2 separate regions of the Zea mays genome follow, and region 1 is linked to region 2. Evidence: chromatin contacts called from public Hi-C data. All regions are on one chromosome and are shown on one strand. The core of a region is the stretch at or near the end of the contact, and the rest is flanking DNA. Distances in the headings are between cores, read along the strand shown.

Evidence for each region. A called contact is a pair of places that touch in the nucleus more often than the background predicts.
Region 1: a contact with region 2 is called in a Hi-C map of ear, with 5 times the contacts expected there. The contact joins the promoter of LOC100381483 here to the promoter of LOC103632177 in region 2. A contact is called at or near these places in 4 of 25 Hi-C or Micro-C datasets (ear, leaf and tassel).

What each region holds. Positions count from the first base shown.
Region 1 is chr7:27,746,585-27,750,982 of Zm-B73-REFERENCE-NAM-5.0, reverse strand. LOC100381483 (RNA-binding (RRM/RBD/RNP motifs) family protein) reads right to left here and starts at 1,401. Exons shown (of 3, transcript NM_001174319.1): 1 at 1,256-1,401; 2 at 1-323. The coding sequence starts at 301.
Region 2 is chr7:27,515,800-27,520,009 of Zm-B73-REFERENCE-NAM-5.0, reverse strand. LOC103632177 reads right to left here and starts at 1,529. Exons shown (of 2, transcript NM_001364218.1): 1 at 1,306-1,529; 2 at 1-71. The coding sequence starts at 1,414.

The DNA of each region.
Region 1 (4,398 bases), core at 152-2,651, 230 kb before region 2:
ACCCTTTTCTTACAGGGCAAATGCTTTCCCTTTTATCCTGCGTGCCAGCAGCGATTGTCAGATTCAGGTCTGGGACAATGAAATTAGCCTTGGCAGTGTCATCAGTATATTCAGGTACTTCCTTAGCAGCGTGTTTTGTTGTATCCTCAGGTAATCCTGTGCTCATGGTTTGAAGGCCTTCGGCCAACCGCTTTCTCAGTGATAATGGCAAACGAATACGGATTTTGTTCCCAGTTGGGCCAATTTTCATGGCACTTTTGTCCATTCTGGCTTCAGCAGCCTGGTTTTCAGAGGCAGACATTTCATTGGCACAGAATATACTCCTGTGTTTTTTAATTGAAATGGTAGAGTTAATAATACAAATATTAATAATATTATTCAGGGCTAAACGCAGAACACAAGAAGACCCTTTTTGATTTATCAAACACACAATGAAGTCAGACTGACACAATATATCACCTAACATAAAAATCTTAACGGATAATGCTGTATTATGCAAGATGCCAACTAAGTCGACCTGCAATACTCTAATTTAACAGCTGAAACAGCAGAATTTCATAGAATTAGTAAGCAGAAATTTGTACTCCTACTCCCAACAAAGAAGAACATTCAAGGAATTCAATTTTCCACAGATGCACAAAACACCCAATAACGTGATTATCTCATGGAGTCATGGTGTGGAGATTGGTGAGATGCAATCTCATTCGGAAGAAAGAATAATGACAGAACATCACAGCAAAGGCTCACATGGGACCTAATAGGAATCTGTAGAACACAATAAGTAAAAAACTACACGATCGCAAACCCAAAAAGGAACTACACGCATATCCTAGCAAGAAGCAGCTTTCGGCCCCAATTTCACAAGCTACCACCTCGTCAAGCAGGAACAGACTCAATAAATGGCATGTGTATAAACATGTACACGGTACATACGGAACATTTTGGAGGAAAAAACAACGAGGCTAGTAGGCATGACACAAGCAGGGCCTCTTTCTAAGTCTCACATATTTTCAATTCTCTGTCATTATGGACTCCTTTAGATACACACATTCCCCATGGGGATTGGAGAGGATTGAGGAGGAAATAAACACATTTCCCCAATATCCATGGTTAATGATCGATCCAAAGAAGCCCACCATGTCCCAAAACCGAAGTTAGATAAAATCCGAGTGCCAAATATCCTAGGGTTTGGGTGCTCGGTTTCGCACAGCAGCAAGGGAAGAAAAAGGCATTAGCAGACCTAGTCGGTGCTCACCGCCGGCGAAGGTCCCGAAGAAGGCCTTGGCGCCTGGTGTACGGTTGCGACTGCGGCGGCGGCGGCTGTCGCCCAGTCGTCGCCACGGCAGGGAGAGAGCGCACGGGGGTGAATGAACAATAGAAAAGGGAGACAAGACAGGAGTGACAGGACAGATGGAGACACAGAGAGTGCACGGCGAAGATGTTCCCGTATGTGGGGCCGGCTGTGGGCCTGGAGAGCGGGAAAAAATTCGAGTCAGGCGTCAAAATCAGTGAGGCCAGCAAGGTACTCTATATTCCTTCTCAGTATCCCTAGTTTGCATTCTTCTCTAAAAGATTTTATCTTTTATATCTTATTCCTCTCTAAAAATGTCCTATAAATCAGGTCTTCTATATGCAAATATATTTTTAATTCTTTTACATACATATTTATCATATTCTTAAATGTATTGTACATATTTTAGTTATGCTAAACTGGCTATTTAAAGTATTCAAATGGATAGAGAACGGTTTAAAGAAACTATATATATAATCTAACAGCGTCCTCTAAATTTAGAGGACACTGCTGGAGCCTGGAGAGCGTGGAGGACCGTTTGATCCTATACCTTTAGGATAAAGGAGCCTTTAGCGCCTTTTGCTAGAGCTAGGCTGAAGTCCAATTTCAAAAGTGGGCATTGGATTTTCAAAAGTTACCCTCAAGGCATTCGATTACTGTTTAGAAAACCCACTCGAACAACAAATGTACCTTAACTTTCAAAAGTGGATAAAATAGGTTCTTGACTATTTTAACGTGGTTTCTTAGATGATTTTCATTTTAGTACATTTTAGTTTCTAAATTGTCAAACACAGGGTCTAAAAGAGGGATCATCTCTAATTTTGTGATATCCTGACCCCTGTGATGGTGATGTCCTGATCCAAGGCTTAATAGAATTAATAGAGTATCCATACCAACAATGTGCATCTTCTTTTTCGGAAGCTTATCTCGAAAGAACCTCCAAGTTAAGCGTGGTTGGCTTGGAACAATTTAAGATGGGTGACCGACCGAGAAGTTTTCTCGGGTGCACATGTGTGAGGATAAAGTGTGCACAAAAGACCCCTATTGGTCTGTGGTGACGATATATGATTCTAGAGAGCTAGTAGGAGTAAGTATCGCTCGTCCAGGGATTGGATAGGGTGTTACAAGTGGTATTAGAGCCGACCCTCGCGGTTTCACGTACGTGTGTGGGTTAGGGGCTTGAGTATACTGGGATGGTGATGTCCTGGCCCAAGGCTTAATAGAATTAATAGAGTATCCATACCAACAAGGTGCATCTTCTTTTTCGGACGCCTATCTCGAAAGAACCTCCAAGTTAAGCATGCTTGGCTTGGAGTAATTTGGAATGGGTGACCGACCGATAAGTTTTCTCGGGTGCGCATGAGTAAGGACAAAGTGTGCACAAAAGACCAGTGTTGGTATATGAGGACAATATATGATCCTAGTGAGCTGCCAGAAGTAAGTACCACCGGTCCAGGGATTGGACGGGGTGTTACAAATCTAGTCTATGTGTTTGCCAATTTAGAGGGTGTTTGGTTTCTAAAGACTAATTTTTAGTCCTTATAGTTTTATTGTATTTTAGTTTTTATTCTATTTTAGTTTCTAAATTATCAAATATGGAAACTTAAGCTATATTTTAGTTTCTATGTTTAATAATTTAGGGAGTAAAATAAAATAAAATGGATGAAATAAAAATTAGTCCTTAGAAACCAAGGGTGTGTTTGATTCCCTCCTAAATTATATAAGTTGGAATATGGTGGAAGGATAGGAGAGTAAAATATCACTTTAGGGTTACAAATAAGCAGAAATAAGTGACCCAATACTAGCTTATTTCAGCTTATTTATATTTTCAAAGTGATATTTTACCCTCTTATCCTTCCACCATAATCTACCTTATATAATCTAAGAGGAAAACAAACATGGCCCAAGCACCCTCGGCTACAAGCGACTAGAATAGAGAAACTAAAAATTAGTTCATAGAAATCAAATACCCCCTTATATGGCAGTTGGGTTCTGAAAGTCGCCTAGAGGGGGGTGAATAGGCGGAATATGAAAATTATAAACTTAAGCACGACTACAAGCCCGGGTTAGCGTTAAAAATATAAACGAGTCCGAAAGAGAGGGCGAAAACAAATCACAAGCAAATAAGAATGGATGGCACGGTGATTTGTTTTACCGAGGTTCGGTTCTTGCGAACCTACTCCCCGTTGAGGTGGTCACAAAGACCGGGTCTCTTTCAACCCTTTCCCTCTCTCAAACGGTCACTTAGACCGAGTGAGCTTCTCTTCTCAATCAAATGGGACACTAAGTCCACTACAAGGACCACCACACAATTGGTGTCTCTTGTTTTGATTACAAGTGTTATGGAAACAAGAATGAGAAAGAAGAAAAACAATCCAAGTGCAAGAGCTCAAAAGAACACAAAAGTCTCTCTCTAGTCACTAGTTTGTTTGGAGTGATTCCGGACTTGGAGAGGATTTGATCTCTTTGTTTGTGTCTTGTATTGAATGCTATAGCTCTTGTATGAGGTTTGAAGGCTGAAAACTTGGATGCAATGAATGTGGGGTGGTTGGGGGTATTTATAGCCCCAACCACCAAAATGGCCGTTGGGGATGGCTTCTGTCGACGGGCGCACCGGACAGTCCGGTGCGCCACCGGACACTGTCCAGTGCGCCAGCCACGTCACCCAACCGTTAGGGTTCGACCGTTGGAGCTCTGACTTGTGGGGCCACCGTACAGTCCGGTGGTGCACCGGACAGGTCCTGTAGACTGTCCGGTGCGCCTTCTGGCGCCTGCTCTGACTTCTGCGCGCGCAGGCGCGCACTGTAGCGCATTAAATGTCTTCTGCAGACAACCGTTGGCACGAAGTAGCCGTTGCTCCGCTGGCACACCGGACAGTCCGGTGTTACACCAGACAGTCCGGTGAATTATAGCGGAGCGCCCTCCCAAATTCTCGAAGCTGGCAAGTTTAGCGTCGATCTCCCTGGTGCACCGGACACTGTCCGGTGGTGCACCGGACGCTGTCCGATGGCACACCGGACAATCCGGTGCGCCAGACCAGGGCTGCCTTCGGTATACTTTGCTCCTTTGTTTTGAACCCTTTCTTTTTGACTTGTATTGATTTGTTG
Region 2 (4,210 bases), core at 280-2,779:
GCTGTGGCTGCTGCTGTAGCCGTGCCCGTGCCCTGTCCTCACCGTGGCCCTCTCGCCGTCGCCGTCACCTGCTGCAGACGGAAGCACACACTGTTTCAACGGTGCACGTTTGTTAACTGAGATGATGCTATTCAGAGGCCATGGAAACATCAAAGTGGATTCTTTCTGCAAGGATTTTTAACTGTTCTCTCTCTCTCTCTCTCTCTCTCTCTCTCTCTCTCTCTCTCTCTCTCTCTCTCTCCGGACTGATCAGGTCATCAGGGTAGCAAGCTATATTATAGTAGCTTTTGTTGTTTGGACTCTGGAGTAGTGCATGATGCCGTGTGTGCAGCAGCGAATAAAGTATTGGTGCAGGATCGCTTTCTTCTGTCCTTGGAGTATGCTTAATTAACGTGTGTAGGGGCATCCTGGAACGCAGGGAATCATATCTTTCACCACACATGGACAGAACAGACCGACAGGGCATCTGTGACAGAGAAGGGAGGGGCCTCCGATCTGCATTTGGAGTTTCGACACCTCAGCAGGGTCCAAGATATGTTTGTTTTTGTTTCATTTTTTTGGGGGGTCTCTCTTCATCAGAGTTGTACACATTTTCTTCAGAACCATGCATAAGTTTGGTTGCCGCACTAAGGCCTCAACCTGAACTGTTTTTTGTTTGATTGCGAGAAACAACTATGGATCTGTTTGTTTCGGCTTCTGGCCGGCTTCTTGGGTATTTCTAGCTTTTTTAAGAGGGCACAAAACTATTTTAACTGAACAATATCAGGTGTTGACTCACTTTCCTATATCATATTACAGCTGATACTATAGAAGCAGCATCATAGTAAACTTAGTAATTTAGAACACACCAGTTCCCCTCCACGAGACTGCATCCGCATTTTCATATTACTTGTTATTTGAGAAAGCAAATCATTTCACTGTGATAATCATTTCATATTACTTGTTAGTGTCCAAGCATATATACAAATGTATTTATTCTATCAGCTAAACATATATGACTCAGTTTACAAGGTTATGTTGCTACTTCCCTATCCTCGACCAGCCATGCTTTGCACGCACTCCTGAAGAACTGAAAAGGCAATTCTTAAAGCACAAGGGTGTGCAGTGCAGCAGGGCATTGTCTCTTTCAGAACGATCTTTTTTGTGTGTTCCAATTCAAGTGTTTTTTTTTCCACTAATCGAACTGAATCACAGAAAGCAAGCGGCAGTGCTGTAGAAGCAAAAGTTATAGTATACATGGAAGACAAACAAGATACAGCTCATGCATACTCTTAATTAGCCCTGAAGACGAGCAAAACTGCATACCTGCTATGTCCTTGGCATCTGCAGGCTGAGCTCCATGGGCGGCCGACGCCAGGAGCAGGAAGAGAAGCAGAGCGACGACACCAAGGCATGGTTTCTTCGTCCTCTCCATGGATGGACGCTGCTCTGAAGAAAACGGAGCAGCAAACCCCGGACGGACCACGAGCTGCTGCCACTGACGCTCTCCACCGTTGCCTTAAAAAGCCCCGGCCCCTAGCTTGAAACTTGAAGGGGATATAGAATAGAATAGGTTCGCCCTTAATTCTTCCTCCGGGAGCTTTCTTTCCATGTGGCCCCTCCATTGCTGGTGCTGGTCACACCAGCCTCACTGTCTATATCCTTCTCTTTGATTGCTTGTTTATTACCTTTGTAAAAGCCAGCACTAACGAATGTCTTCCTTGATTTTTAGTCGCCGGTGTTATCACCAGCCTTTCTTATTCTGCAAAAAAAGACATCAGTAGTGGCCAGGTGTTCAATGGGTTTGCTGTATGTACCATACAGCTTAGATTTTTTGTAAAAAAAAGAAACATAGTGCACATTTCAAATGTGACATGCCGGCCCGGTTTGTTTACGGATACAATAGTACAGAACAACTTTACCTAGTGTTCTTTTTTTTATTATATGTTCAAGGCAGAACGTACGACTTTACGTTTCAAATGCAGCATGATGTTTATAACAGATCAGTAATTTGTGGCCACGCAACGCATGCCTTTCTTTTTTGTTCTTCTGTTCTTGTAGACTAATACTTAATTTTTAAGATTTACCTCGCATACTGGTATTTAGCTATAGTGATTGAGTAACATAGAGCAAGGAGGGTATGCATGTCTTTGATACGGTTGTCTTCTTGAATCTTGACTAGTCTTTGCTATGGTAGAATTGAAGCGCCCGGCAATTGCGCACTTGAATCCTGGTGTGCTCTTCTCAGAGGGGAACAGGCCGGTGAGGCTCAAGTCGCCGACGAGCAACCGTGGGCGTCAGATCTCTCTCTGCAGAATTTCCCACTAAAGATCCTCGCTACATATCAACAGCTCCAAATTCAACGTCTCATCGATGTGGATCAAACATGATTGAGTTATTATTTATGTTTTTAACTTAACATTTAAATTTAAACTTTACTAGCTGAATGCCCGTGCGTTGCAACGGAAATATATAATACCAATATACTACGATAACTTATATACAAAATATGTGTTATACCGTTATGAGAAAATGTTTCATAATCAATTTGTGATTCTGACCATACATAAATTTTGTTATTTATAATCTATCGTTTCACAACTACATTGCAACCATCAGTATCATACAGACTTCGATATATGTCACGATTTGCATGGTCTCATTATTGGAGAGCATGTTTCACACATACCGGAAAAAATTCCCTCGTACATCGTTAGTCATCGGACACGTACCACCATACGCTTTTGGTTAAACAAAAAGGTAAGTGTGTGTGTTTGCAAGACTTATGGTCAAACATCGTATAACCATAAAGTTAGAATACTGTATTAATATATTAAATAAATTAATCCAATAGACATAGATTAACCCAATTAACATAGGATAAATAAATATCTAATTATAAAAGTATAAAACATGGTATAATCAATGTTGTTACTACGTAGTAAATATTCATACGAGACTAACACAACTGGAACGGTTCAATTTGGAATTAAAATGGGGAAGTTACGAATTTCCAAAGTTTCTATGTATTTGATATAGGATTAATTAGAAAATCAATTTTATTGTTGTTTTCATGACAAAACAGAGGTATTATGTGATAAAAAATAATATTATAGAATTATAGAAATTAGAATGAACTCATTTGGATTTAATATGAAATTTCCATGAATTAAATGAGTTTCTGCAATTATTTTTAAACTAAAAATCAATTTCTAAACTCCTTTTCCCTATTTTCTTTATTTCCTGGACTGCGTCCCAAATTCCAGAAAGATCAGGGGCCAAGCTATAAATGTTTTTCTAGACTCAGTGAGCATACAGAGTGGACGGCGGGTTAAACACAAAAGACATCTTAGTTGAAGTTGTACACAATTCAACATGAGTCACGTTGGCTAGAGGGTGGAAGGCTAGGCATTCTGCTCAATAGATCCTAGGTTTGATCCCTAAGCAGCCACGGTTTGATTTTTTTTCTGCGCGCGGAATTGGGGACGGCAGAACGGCAGACTACTCTTACCTTCTTAATAAGTAGTAAGGATTATGTATTTTGATATAAAAAATTGTTTCCAAATTGTCAAATGGTTTATATATATATATATACACTAGGTGTATGTCCGTGTGTTGCTACGGAGTCAATTGCCTCATCAACGTCCTCCACCTTGCCTCCCTCCGCACCCTCTACCTCGGCTTCTGGCGCTTCCCAGACACCGCCGCGCTCCCGCGGGGCTGCGCTGCCATGTTCCCCTGCCTCTAGGAGATTGGACTCTGCGCTACCATCATCCACGCTAGGGACATCGACGATCTGCTTGACTGCATCCCCGTGCTCGAGAAGTTCGGCAGCGGCCAACATCTACTTAACCGACCCTGTCCGGATTCGCAACTAAATCCTCTAGTTCTATAAGTGATTAAGTTGTGGGTCATGACATTACTATCAGGCCCTCATTACGATCAGTGAGAAAAAAATCAGCACTTGTACAATGCACAAACATAATAGAAAAGGCACTTGAGTTAGCATTGACAAATGATTAGAATGCCAGAAAGAAGCTAAAAATACAAGCATAATAATCATTATGCATCTGAGTTTGGAAAACAATAATATGCAATGATACACATTAAAAATTGACATAAAAGGACATGAATGTTTGCACAACACTTAATTCTTCTTAGTAATGAAGCACTTCAAATTTGGATCAGTCAATAAAAATTAGGGGAAGTGGGGCAATACCTAAATGTGTTT